Regions from separate parts of the Gossypium hirsutum genome. Here all the other regions are linked to region 4. A link is a contact called in public Hi-C data. All regions are on one chromosome and are shown on one strand. The core of a region is the stretch at or near the end of the contact, and the rest is flanking DNA. Distances in the headings are between cores, read along the strand shown.

Region 1 (2,793 bases), core at 273-2,772, 370 kb after region 4:
AAACTCAACATACTCTCTAGGCAACAAACTAAAGACTTCGATTCTTATCCTTTTCAACCTCATGCTATAGTTTTTGACCCAACATGAATATGTTGGTCATTAATGTTGAAAAAAAGAAAAAAAGTTGCTTAAGTTTTCTTCATGGTTTATTTCCTTAATTTGTTTTATTTATAAAATTATTATTTTAATAAATAAATGTCATTTTAGAAAATGAGAAAATTAGTTATTTATTTATAAATATTTTTATAACTTTATATGTATTTTATTTAAAAAAATTAAATATAGTTTCTGTTTTTAAAGTTTATTAAAAAATTTAATTTCTAAAAATCAATATTAAATTGATAGGATGTGTAAAGTTACTGGTTGCATTTATTAACTTTTTTAATAATTAAGATTAAATTTATAAAATCTCTAAATATTGGAGGGATAATTTTATTATTATACCAATAAAAAAAAATCAAATCAACATTCCATTTGAGATTTAATGGAAATAAACTAATAGTTGAATCACTATTTATAAAATTTACCCACAGTTTTTCCAAAGATAAAACAGTTGTCGTTTTCAGTAACCCTAAAATCCCAAAGCTTCTCTTCTTCTAACACAGTGACATCACTAATTTAAACAACAGTAAACTACACCACCAGTCACCTAATTTTTTTTCGCTCAACTATCAACTTATTTTATTTGTTCATCTAACTAATTGAGATTTCTGTTGGTCCCTTTCTATTAAGTGCCGTTGATGGGTGGATGAATTGGCTGTTAAAAAATTGATATATTTAACCCTTAATTTTTATATATTATATTAAATTAATCATAATTTTTAAAATAATCCTAAAAATTTATAAATAATTTCAATTTGATCCTCAAAATTTGCCTTTCTTTTTCGATTTGTCCCACCGCCACTATCATTGTTGCCTCCACCTCTAGTTTCACCTTTCTCCTGTTTGGTTTATACAGAGTTTGGTGGAGCCTCGCCCCATTTGGGGACAGAGTTGCATAAACAATAAATTAATAACAATATTAATATCTCAGCAATTAGAAGATTGCAATTGATTGTTAATTTATTGCCCAGTTGTAAGAAACAACCTTTTTCCAATTTTCTTTATTTATTATAAAGCATGGTCATCTTCATAATTAGTTGCCCCACTTGGAGGAGGAGGTGGATGGTAGTGGTGTGGGGGAAGCGAAAGAGGAAGGTAAGTTTTGAGGATCAAATTGAGATTATTTATAAATTTTGAAGGTTAATTTTTTAAAATTATGACTAAATTGACATAAAATGCAAAAATTGAGGGATAAATTTATTCTTATATCGATTTTTCAATTGCCATGTTACTCTCCTGTCAATCGCACTTAACGGAAATGGACAAAAGAGAACAATCTCGATTAGTTGAGTGACCAAATTTAATAAATTGATAGTTAGGTGACCAAAAGAGAAAAGGGGTAATAGTTGGGTGACCAAATTAAAAAATTGGTAATTGGGTGACCAAAAAGGAAAAGGACAATAGTTGGCTGACCTGTGTTGTAGTTTACCCTTTAAATCAAAATTTCCCACAAGCTAGGTCACTTTTTTATGAAACGAAACCCTAGATCACAACCGTAACACATGATCAAAATTTCCCAATTCGATTGAAAGCCCCGAAACCCTAACATTTTTTGCAATGATTAGAAGAATACTCCCTTCAATATCCTCAGTTTCTTCTCATTTCCTCAAGACCAAACCCATCTGCAGCCCATCACCACTCCACCATTTCCATTCCCTGCAATCTCTCCAATGTTCCAACCCCATTAGCAAAAATGGGTCATTATGGTTTCAGGGTATTAGGTCTTATAGTCTTTTGAGCTTGAATGATCTGAGAGACAATGTTCCCAGAAAACAGAAGACGAGGAAAGGGAGAGGGATTGGGTCTGGTAAAGGAAAAACGGCTGGGAGAGGACATAAAGGACAGAAAGCTAGAGGTAATGGCAAGTTGGGATTTGAAGGAGGGCAGACCCCTATGCGGCGGCGTTTGCCTAAACGCGGCTTTAAGAACCCTTTCAGCCTCACTTTTCAGGTACCATTTTTCTTTATTTTTTCTTAGATATTTTGTAAATCTGAAGGGATACTTTTCTTTCTAGAAGTTTTCTTTCGTTGCCTTTATATGAATTATATGTTGAATTAATGTCTCCTTTCTCATGGCTTATGTATTATGTTTATTTGATACTGAAAATATGCAATTTCAAATATACATGTATATATGTAAATGTTGGAATTTCCTATATGGATGGTAACTAGTGAATTTGTAAGTGAAATGCAAGTTCTTGCCGTAGTCCATTTTTGTGGGGAGAAAGTATTAAGAGTAGAAAACATGCGCATTATTATGGTTGTTCCTTGCTACAGTGTTTCTCTTGACTTGTGTATTATGTTTATTTGAAGAAAGGGAATTGTATGTAAATGTTGAAGTTTGCTAATTGGTTGGTAACTAGTGCATTTATGAGTGAAATGCTAGTTCTTGCTTTCTCCTTTGGGGGAATGAATTAAGAGTAGAAAACATGGCACATTATCATGGTTGTTCCTTGCTACACTTTTCTACTTGGCCAAAAGATGAAAATGAATCAGCTAGACCAGGATTTCTACACACTTTATCAATCCGCACCTCAATGCGATTGCATGTTGAGCTTATTTTACTCATAAGTTAGAAAGGAAGGAGAATCATTTTCTCATAGTTTTCACATTTTGAGGTTTGATCTATCATTGCTGCTGGATATTGGGATATGTATTTTGATTCTCCTATAACCATCTTACAGCTGATGTT
Region 2 (2,964 bases), core at 103-2,602, 400 kb after region 4:
CGATAATTTCATGTATGAATATGTTGTAATACAGGGAATATGAATATTAATCAAATATAAAGAAAATGGTATAAATTTCATTTACCAATAATTAGATACTTTTTCTTTTTTTAATAAAGAAAACATCAAGACTATTACAGTCCTAATAATAAATTTAATTTATTACACCAATTTTTTTTAATATTTTACAAGTAATTTTAAGTGAGTAGATTTTTTTCAATCATGTGAATTTTCTTCAATTAAAATATAGGTAAAAGGCCTTCTCCCATCCTTCTCAATTTTTATATTAATTAATTGGTCATTCTCAAAAAAAGAAAAATTAGAAAAATTTAATCTTTGTCAATTTCGAAAGTGAACATCTAAGGACAATTAATCACAACATTAATGTCTTTTTGTCAATTGTGCATAATTTTGATTTGTATAATAATAAATTTAGCCCTTAAATTTACATATTCTAATAATTTTGTCTTGATGTAATAAGTTTAGCTTCCAATATTTGTGTAAACGTGTAAATATTGAGGTTAAATTTGTTCTTATATCAATCAAAATTATGTATAATTGACAATGTTGTGATTGATTATCCTTTAATTGCTCACTTTTAAAGCTGATAATGATTAATTATTCTGAAGTTCTAAGGGTTAAATTTTCTCAATTTTAAAATTGAAAAAGATTGAAAAGATATAAGAATATATTTTTAAGGGTAAACTATCAAAATAGTCACTTTTGTTCCCCTTAAGTTACATTTTAGTCACTTATGTTTGAAATGTTATGTTTTAATCACTTCTGTTAACGTGTTGTAACATTTTAGTCACTAAATCGTTAATTGCCGTTAACAGTGTAATGGTAAGATGACGTGACACATTAAATCATCATTTCAAACAAAAAATTTAAATTAAATCATATAATTGGCCCCCATATTTTTTTGTTTTAGAACACTTTTTTTTATGTTCTTTTAACTTTTCCTTTTTCTTTTCAATTCGCTTTTACTTTCCTCCCTTCTCCATCTCTTTTAACGTAAAAGAAAAAAATAAATTTCTCAAAACAAAAAAAATATAGGGACCAATTGTATAATTTAACATAAAATTTTCATTTGATATGATAATTTAACATGCCATGTTAGTTTACTGTTACACCATTAACAACAATTAACGTTGAATGATTAAAATGTTATAATATGATAACGTAACATTTAAACATAAGTAATTAAAATGTAATCTAAAAAAATAAAAGTGACTATTTTAATAATTTACCCCATTTTTAATATAATTTTTATTTAATATATTCCAAAATTTGCATCAATTATCTTTTTAATTGAGAGCGTAGAAATTATGGGGAAAAAAAAGGAAAAAGAAAAACAACAAAAATTACAGAGAGAGGGGGCGCATTATTTCCGTCACGAAAATCGAAACCCAAACCGCAAAAATCTTCTCTTCATTTGATTCAAATAAGTTTAAATACCAAGCAATCTAAAATCGCCTTTACCATCTTCAACCCTTTAAGAGTTTCAGGTGACTTCTTTATCCTTCTCTCTCTCTCTCTCTCTCTTGTCTTCTTCTTGAAAGCCTCATCTTAATCCAAATCTGTATAGTATTTTCCATGGCCTGCATTTCTTTTTTCATGATTTAGGGTTGCATTTAATTTCTCAATCATCGTAAACCTTTTCTCTCTTCGCGTTTCGATTTCCATCGTTTCATTTTTTTGTTTGTTTGTTTGTTTTTTGTGAATTCGTCTGGCAATTTGAAAAACCCTTTGGACTTTTCTTTTTTAAAATCATTGAATAATGAGCGACTAATACGGTTATTCGTGTTCTTGGCGGTAACTGAGTTGTGGCCGAGTTGACTCGGTTGCCGTTTTTTCACTTTTACAGGTCTTCCCTTTTCTTATTTTTTGTTAGTTGTAATTTTGACCGCGTCACGTTACATCCAATGATCCAAGATTCTTTCCTTTAGGTCACTGCGTTTATTTAATTTGATTTTCCTATATTACCCCTAACCTAACTTTTCTATATTGAAATCTCTTTCCCTATCCTTTTAAGGGTCCAAAAAAAGGGGAACCAACAGGGCAAAAGGGTCATTCAATACATTATCAATCCCTGTCGTGCAGGGTTGAACAAAAGGCACGTGGCATTCAATTAGTGGAAATATTTTTGAGCAGGCTGATTCTGCAAAACACCCCAAGCACGCGCTGTTTTTTTTTTTAAATTATATAACAATTAATTATTATAACGACTTTCATGTTTTGTGGCCTTCTTTTTTTTTTTTTGGTTGAATGAAAAAAGTTTCCTTTTCTTGCAGTAGGAGACTACAAAGGAGGGTTCTTTGGTCGGTGTTTGATATTGTTCGGGCTGTCAATGTCCATTCTTTGACAGCCCGATTTTTTGTCAAACCCCTTTTTAATTTACACAAGGTAAGAATAGGAAAAGAATATACAGCAATAGCCATCGAATATGCCATTGCTTTGACAAGTGCCAACCTTGGCTTTTGCTTATTTGCTTCTTGACAACATTTTCTTGCTTTTTTTATTTTTCACGTTTCTTATTTATCTATTTGATTCAATTTCTTGGGGTCATAAATGGGTTCTCTTTATTTTCGCAGGTGATCCTTGTTTTTGTTTTTTCTTTTGTGTTTTGGCTTTCTGGGTATTGATCATGTTGAGTTTTTTTATGAGTTTTGGATTGGGTTTTTAATGTTTGTTTGTGGGCTGGTTCATATTGGTATGGTAGTTTGTCTTTTGGGTTTTCAATATGGGTTCCTTGTCAGGAATCATTCAACGTCCTCTAGCAGCCGCTGCTGCGTTGGCCGTGGCTTCGGTCTCTGCCGATTTTAGTGTTAAGCTTCCATCGTGGGATACTTGTTCAACCTCTGAACAAATTCGAACTTCAATATCTAGTTCCTTACCGGAGCCCAAGTCCTCATTTGTGGATCATATATCAGCTTCTAAGCTTGCAAACTTCTCTTTTGTTAC
Region 3 (2,786 bases), core at 168-2,667, 420 kb after region 4:
TTAATTCTTTCCTTTCTTGACATGGCTTTTTTGTTATAAGAGAATAAAAAATTCATAATATAATTTGTTTTTGACTAATAATTTTCGAAAATAATTTAAATGAATTGAAAATTTGAATTGAGTCTGAAAAATAAAATATTATAATATATTTTGTTTTTTTTTTGCTAAAATTTGGTATCATAGTTGATTTCACAAGCCTCTATAACATTCAATTTTTCTCGTTCAATCTCAGAGTATCCATTCACTCGAAACTGATCTGCCTCCATTTCTACTTTCTGTAAGTGGGCCCGGGCCTTTTCCAGCCATTTAATAGCTCACCGCGTAGTTCTTAATTTCGAATAGTATTCAAGATCCTCTCTTTTCTATTATCAATAGTTTAAGATGTTTTTCAATGACATAGGATTTTAATTGAAGATATTACTAATTTGGTTTCGAAAAACATTGAGAAAGCGTGTAATGAGATAACCGTTTTTTGTTCTGTTTTTAATTTGTTATTGGATTATATTGAATGATAATTTCTTTATTTCTTATACATATAAGTTCTTCAACGAAACAATTTCAATATTTTATTTGTTTTTCTAAATTTTTTAAATAGAATTAAAAAAATTGATTTTTAATAAATTTTATATAGAATTAGGGTTAAATTGACAATAAAACAAATTTTGAGGATTAAAATGTTATTATACCAACTAAAAAAGTGCCACTTGATAAAAAACAATGGGTAAACTACATCCAAGGTCACTAAACTTTTAATAAATTTATATTTTGGTCACTTAACTTTAAAAAATTATAAAATAGTCATTGAAGTATTCGAAAACTTTCATTTAAGTCACCAAACTATTCAAAAGTTTTTATGTAAGTCACCAAGTTGTTAATTTAAAAAAAAACTGACTAATAAGCTCCAAGCAATAATTTAACAATCGGTACAGTGGAACAATATTTATCAACGAGTATAACATATTTTAGATCCAAATCAATCTGATGGTCAGTGTCAATGATTGGAGAAGAAAGCTATTTGAATATTGGTTTACAGATTTATGACGTTCAAAATTGTTTCATAAAAAGTTGAATTATAAAAGAGAAGAGGAACGAGAGCTTTTGATTAGTGTAAGCAATATGAACAAAAAGGTCATACAAGAGTAGTTTTAATAGTCCAGTGACTTAAACGTAAACTTTCAAATATTTTAGTGATCATTTTATAAATTTTTTAAGTTTAGAGACCAATATATAAACTTACTAAAAGTTCAGTGACCTTAGGTGTAGTTTACCAAAAACAATTTGGAAAAGTTAGTGACGAAATTATAACTTTTTTTAGTTAATGACCAAAAAGGAAAATTACCCATAGTTGAGTGACTAATGATGTAATTTACCTTAATTTTCAATTCAAACATAATCCAGGTTAACTTTAATCCTAAACCCTTATTTCATTTGATTTGGTCTGTCAAATAAACAGTAAAAAAGCAATCTGCTGCTCTGTTTGGGTTTTTTTCGACAAAAAATCCCAACAAAACCGCTGCCGTTGTTCACCTTCTCCAAAGCATTGCCGGTGAATTGCTGATTATCTTACCCACCCCATAAAATAAAAGAAGGAAAGGAAGAACAAAAAAATGTATGGAATCACAGGTTACAGTAATGGCTACCACCAAAATCAACAGCAGCACAGTTCGGAAGAGAAGCGAGGCGGAGGTCGACGGAGGAGGGGAGGCCGTAGATCACGCCACCGTCCCGGCTTTAGGGTTTCCGACCACCATCACCATCACTACAATAACGATGACGACGATGACAAGCAAGAGCAGAAAGCACCTCCGCCTTGCACGGACTTCGACATGGCCTACTTTCACTCTTATGCTCACGTTGGTATCCATGAAGAAATGATCAAGGTATTTTCCTCCTTTTTTTTGTTATTTCGCTTGCTACCATTTGTTCTTTACTGGGTTTACTTTGTTCTTCTCAATATTCGGGAACTTGGGTGAGTTTTCTTTTACTTTTAGCTCATTTGGTTTTTGTTTTTGTTTGGAGGTTTTAAGTGTATTTGAAGAAATTTTTATGGTTTGTCACAATGTGAGGTAGGGGTTGCCAAGGTGGTGACTCTGAGTGAGTGCTTTAACATAGGAATTCAAGTTTGCTTTCTTTATTTGGTGATTGGATATTTCTTGACTTGAGCTCTTTCAAATTTCGAGTTCTTTAAATTATGATTTGTTGCTTAAGGGTTTTATGTTTTTGAAGTGATGTATACTTTTGACAAAGTTGTGAGCCTGTTTTTGACTATCAGTTGCATATTAGGATCACCTTTTGCCTTTTTGTACATATAATAAAATATATGACAATTCGCTGATCATACCTTTTCTCTGAAACATACAGGATCGAGTTCGAACTGACATTTACAGGGCTGCAATCATGCAACACCAGAGTTTTATTGAAGGCAAAGTAATACCATTGTGGTTATTTCAGTTATAAAATTATTTATGATCTATAACATTAGGATACTTCTGTTATTGTGTGTGTTTTACCGTAATTGGTTACATTGTGATTCCCATTTCATCCAGTTACCCGGATGAAATGCATTTGTCTATTATAGGAACATTGATATGAAGTATTTGGATCTCAAAGGCCCTAGTCAGTTTAAGAACCGTGTTCAGAAGTCCAAAGAACGTTTAGCTAGTTCATTCTTCTTCCTCACTATTGCTTGTGATCATGCTTACAGGTTGTAATGGATGTTGGATGTGGCACAGGCATTCTTTCAATATTTTGTGCTCAAGCTGGTGCAAAACGGGTAATATGTCTTG
Region 4 (2,965 bases), core at 432-2,931:
TATAAAGTAAATTTTAAAAATATAATACATCTAATACATTAAAAATATTAAAATAAATATTTTTTAATAAATTGAAAATATATTAAAAAAATAAGATAGTTGCAACTTAACAAGAAAATGCCTCTAAAATAACAGCAAAATTAATAATAAAATAAGATTTATATAATATTCAAATAATAATAAGAAAATATAGCAATATAACAACAAAATAGTAACAAAACAACAACAAAACAATAGATTCAGGTCAGGCCAAGTCAAAAATAAAAAAATTTTATCTGAAACTTGACTCGTTTAAAAACATGCATTATTTTTTGCCTAAACCGATTTTTTGAACTTGCATTTTTGGCCAACCTTTTTACCATTCAAGCGGACCTTTGGACTTCGGATCGGGTCTAGTGAAAATCTTAGAGTTGGGTAGGAGGAAATGAGTCAAGATATTGCTACAAATCAAAAGAGATTCTAGAAAAGGTAGAGAAGGAACACATTTGATGGGCTATGCCCAAGGAAATTGAACTCATGAAACATTAGTTAAGTTGTTTGAGAGGAGGTGATGGAATGAAGCTAATCGAGCTACCACTACAAGAATAAGAAAGAAGGACCGAGGGGGTTGAGGAAGGTGGGACTTCCTCAAAGGAAAGATTTGTGCTGAAATTTGATTGATTCATTCAGGGGTAGGAGCAAGACCTTGACTGAAGCAATAATCATGTAGCCTGTTTGTTTGATGGGTTGATGGCTGATTAGAGTTAGTGGTCAGTCGATCCAACGTTTAAAGTATAACAACGATAGCTACTTGTATTGCTTAAAAGTTGTCTTAGGTTAAGGTTCTTGTAACTTCCCCTATGCGGTGTTTATGCTTAATTTCTTTGTCGTTTTTAAGGTCAACTTATTTGTATTTTTGGAGCATGTATTTGCAATGGTTATACGGGTATGGGTGGTTTCATTAGTCTAGTAAGCAAGACCTAACATTGTCGACCCACCTAACGATTTTAGGTGGTTGAGCCCGGCATTGGCATGACCTTAAGCTAGTTTCTCTAGTTATCAACCATGAAAAGACTTTATAACCATTAACTATCTTTAGAAGATTAATTGATTACATTTATTATCTGGGACTAATCACACTTATGTGATTATTTTTTTTTACAACTCACACGTTAATGGTAGGAGTAAATCACTTTTACTACTTGCACCACTAGCAAACGATTTTTAATATATTAGATTCAAGTTGTCCATATAGTAATTATATTTTCGTATTTTTTTGGTGCAATTCATACATCATTGATTAGAGCAAAACATTTTTATCACGCACACCACTAACAAGCAATTCCTAAATTCCATCTCAGAATATAATTATAGAGCTTACAACTTTAACCAATTGGCTAAATGTTGAGTCTCTATTTTTTATGACAATACTTAAATAAATTATAATTCGTTCATGACCTTTAAATTGAAAGATAATAGATGTTTTTAAATTCGTATATTTTTATATATTAAGATAAGTAATAATGTCAATTAAATTAAAATTTAATCGAATATTTAATATACAAATTAATAATGGGATAAGTAAAAATTTAATTAAAATATTTTGAGGGTGGGCACAATTCAAAAATTTGTTGGCTAAGAAATTAGATTGTAGTAGTGAATAGTGACCATCAAATACCCTCTAATTATTTAAAAAGTAATTAATTAAACTTGGTATAGCTTCTAGAAGCCTCTAAAAAGAGAAAATTGATCTCCCTAAAAGACCACCTTCAATACACATATCATTTTCCTCTCTGGCTTTTCCGTCCAAAACAATTCTAAAAGGTGAAACATGTCGTCCGACGGGAACGTCACCGGCGGCGGCGGCGCTAACACCGTCGGCGTAACCAATAAGCCTTTCTTTTGTTACCAATGCAACCGTACCGTTAACATAACAATATCCCCTCCCTCTTCTGATCCGACTTGTCCCATTTGCAACGAGGGTTTCCTCGAAGAATACGACAACCCAAACCCTAATCAAGGCTCCGGTTTCCTAAACCCGAATCCGAACTCAATCCCGTTCCATGACCCTTTCTTGACGTTATCGGATCCGTTCGCTTCCCTCCTTCCGCTCCTTTTTCCGTCCTCTTCATCCACAACTACCTCATCCTCTGCTTCTATTGACCCTAATAACCCTAGCCTATCTGGGCCGACCCGCTCAGGTCGAGGCGACCCGTTCGCTTTCGATCCGTTTACCTTCATCCAGAATCATCTCAACGATCTGCGTTCAAGCGGGGCGCAGATCGAGTTCGTGATCCAGAACAATCCGTCCGACCAGGGCTTTCGGCTTCCGGCGAACATCGGGGATTATTTCATCGGGCCGGGCCTTGAGCAATTGATCCAGCAGCTGGCCGAAAACGACCCTAACCGGTATGGGACCCCACCCGCATCTAAATCAGCCATTGAAGCGCTGCCTTTGGTGAATATAACGAAGAGTAACTTGAATTCGGAGTTCAACCAGTGTGCAGTTTGCATGGACGATTTCGAGGAAGGGACTGAAGCCAAGCAGATGCCCTGTAAGCATCTTTATCATAAGGATTGCTTATTGCCGTGGCTGGAATTGCATAATTCGTGCCCCGTGTGTCGTCACGAGCTGCCTACTGATGATCCTGATTATGAGAGGAGGGTTCGCGGGGCACAAGGGACCAGTGGAGGTAATGACGGTGATAATAGTGGGCAGAGGTCTGATGGGGATAATCGGACTGTCGAGAGGAGTTTTAGGATATCGCTGCCTTGGCCGTTTCAGGCTCGGGGACCTGGTCCTGCACCAGGTGATAATGCAGAGACGAGGCAAGAAGATTTGGATTGAGAATTGTGAGTATCTTTATTCCGTTTTAACAATTGTATGCATTATGATACCCTTTTTTCTAGTGCGATCTTGATAATTTTGGTGTTTCTAAAAGTTGGGATTTTAGTTCAATTTATTGCGAATCAAATTTAGTGTTGA

Evidence for each region. Hi-C and Micro-C count contacts between places; a contact is called where the count stands out from the background.
Region 1: a Hi-C map of hypocotyl shows a contact between it and region 4, with 3 times the contacts expected there. The contact joins the promoter of LOC107949011 here to the promoter of LOC107949231 in region 4. A contact is called at or near these places in 5 of 34 Hi-C or Micro-C datasets (fibers, hypocotyl, leaf and 1 more).
Region 2: a contact with region 4 is called in a Hi-C map of leaf, with 4 times the contacts expected there. The contact joins the promoter of LOC107949007 here to the promoter of LOC107949231 in region 4. A contact is called at or near these places in 12 of 34 Hi-C or Micro-C datasets (anther, callus, fibers and 1 more).
Region 3: a contact with region 4 is called in a Hi-C map of leaf, with 1.5 times the contacts expected there. The contact joins the promoter of LOC107949005 here to the promoter of LOC107949231 in region 4. A contact is called at or near these places in 4 of 34 Hi-C or Micro-C datasets (anther and leaf).

What each region holds. Positions count from the first base shown.
Region 1 is chrA04:83,541,475-83,544,267 of Gossypium_hirsutum_v2.1, forward strand. It overlaps LOC107949011 (50S ribosomal protein L15), which reads left to right and starts at 1,523. Exons shown (of 4, transcript XM_016883706.2): 1 at 1,523-2,052. The coding sequence starts at 1,660.
Region 2 is chrA04:83,566,179-83,569,142 of Gossypium_hirsutum_v2.1, forward strand. It overlaps LOC107949007 (transmembrane protein 53), which reads left to right and starts at 1,353. Exons shown (of 6, transcript XM_016883703.2): 1 at 1,353-1,508; 2 at 2,295-2,406; 3 at 2,595-2,964. The coding sequence starts at 2,744.
Region 3 is chrA04:83,586,094-83,588,879 of Gossypium_hirsutum_v2.1, forward strand. It overlaps LOC107949005 (probable protein arginine N-methyltransferase 6), which reads left to right and starts at 1,418. Exons shown (of 14, transcript XM_016883701.2): 1 at 1,418-1,880; 2 at 2,362-2,427; 3 at 2,705-2,773. The coding sequence starts at 1,608.
Region 4 is chrA04:83,170,225-83,173,189 of Gossypium_hirsutum_v2.1, forward strand. It overlaps LOC107949231 (E3 ubiquitin-protein ligase RING1), which reads left to right and starts at 1,682. Exons shown (of 2, transcript XM_016883977.2): 1 at 1,682-2,832. The coding sequence starts at 1,811. The coding sequence ends at 2,827.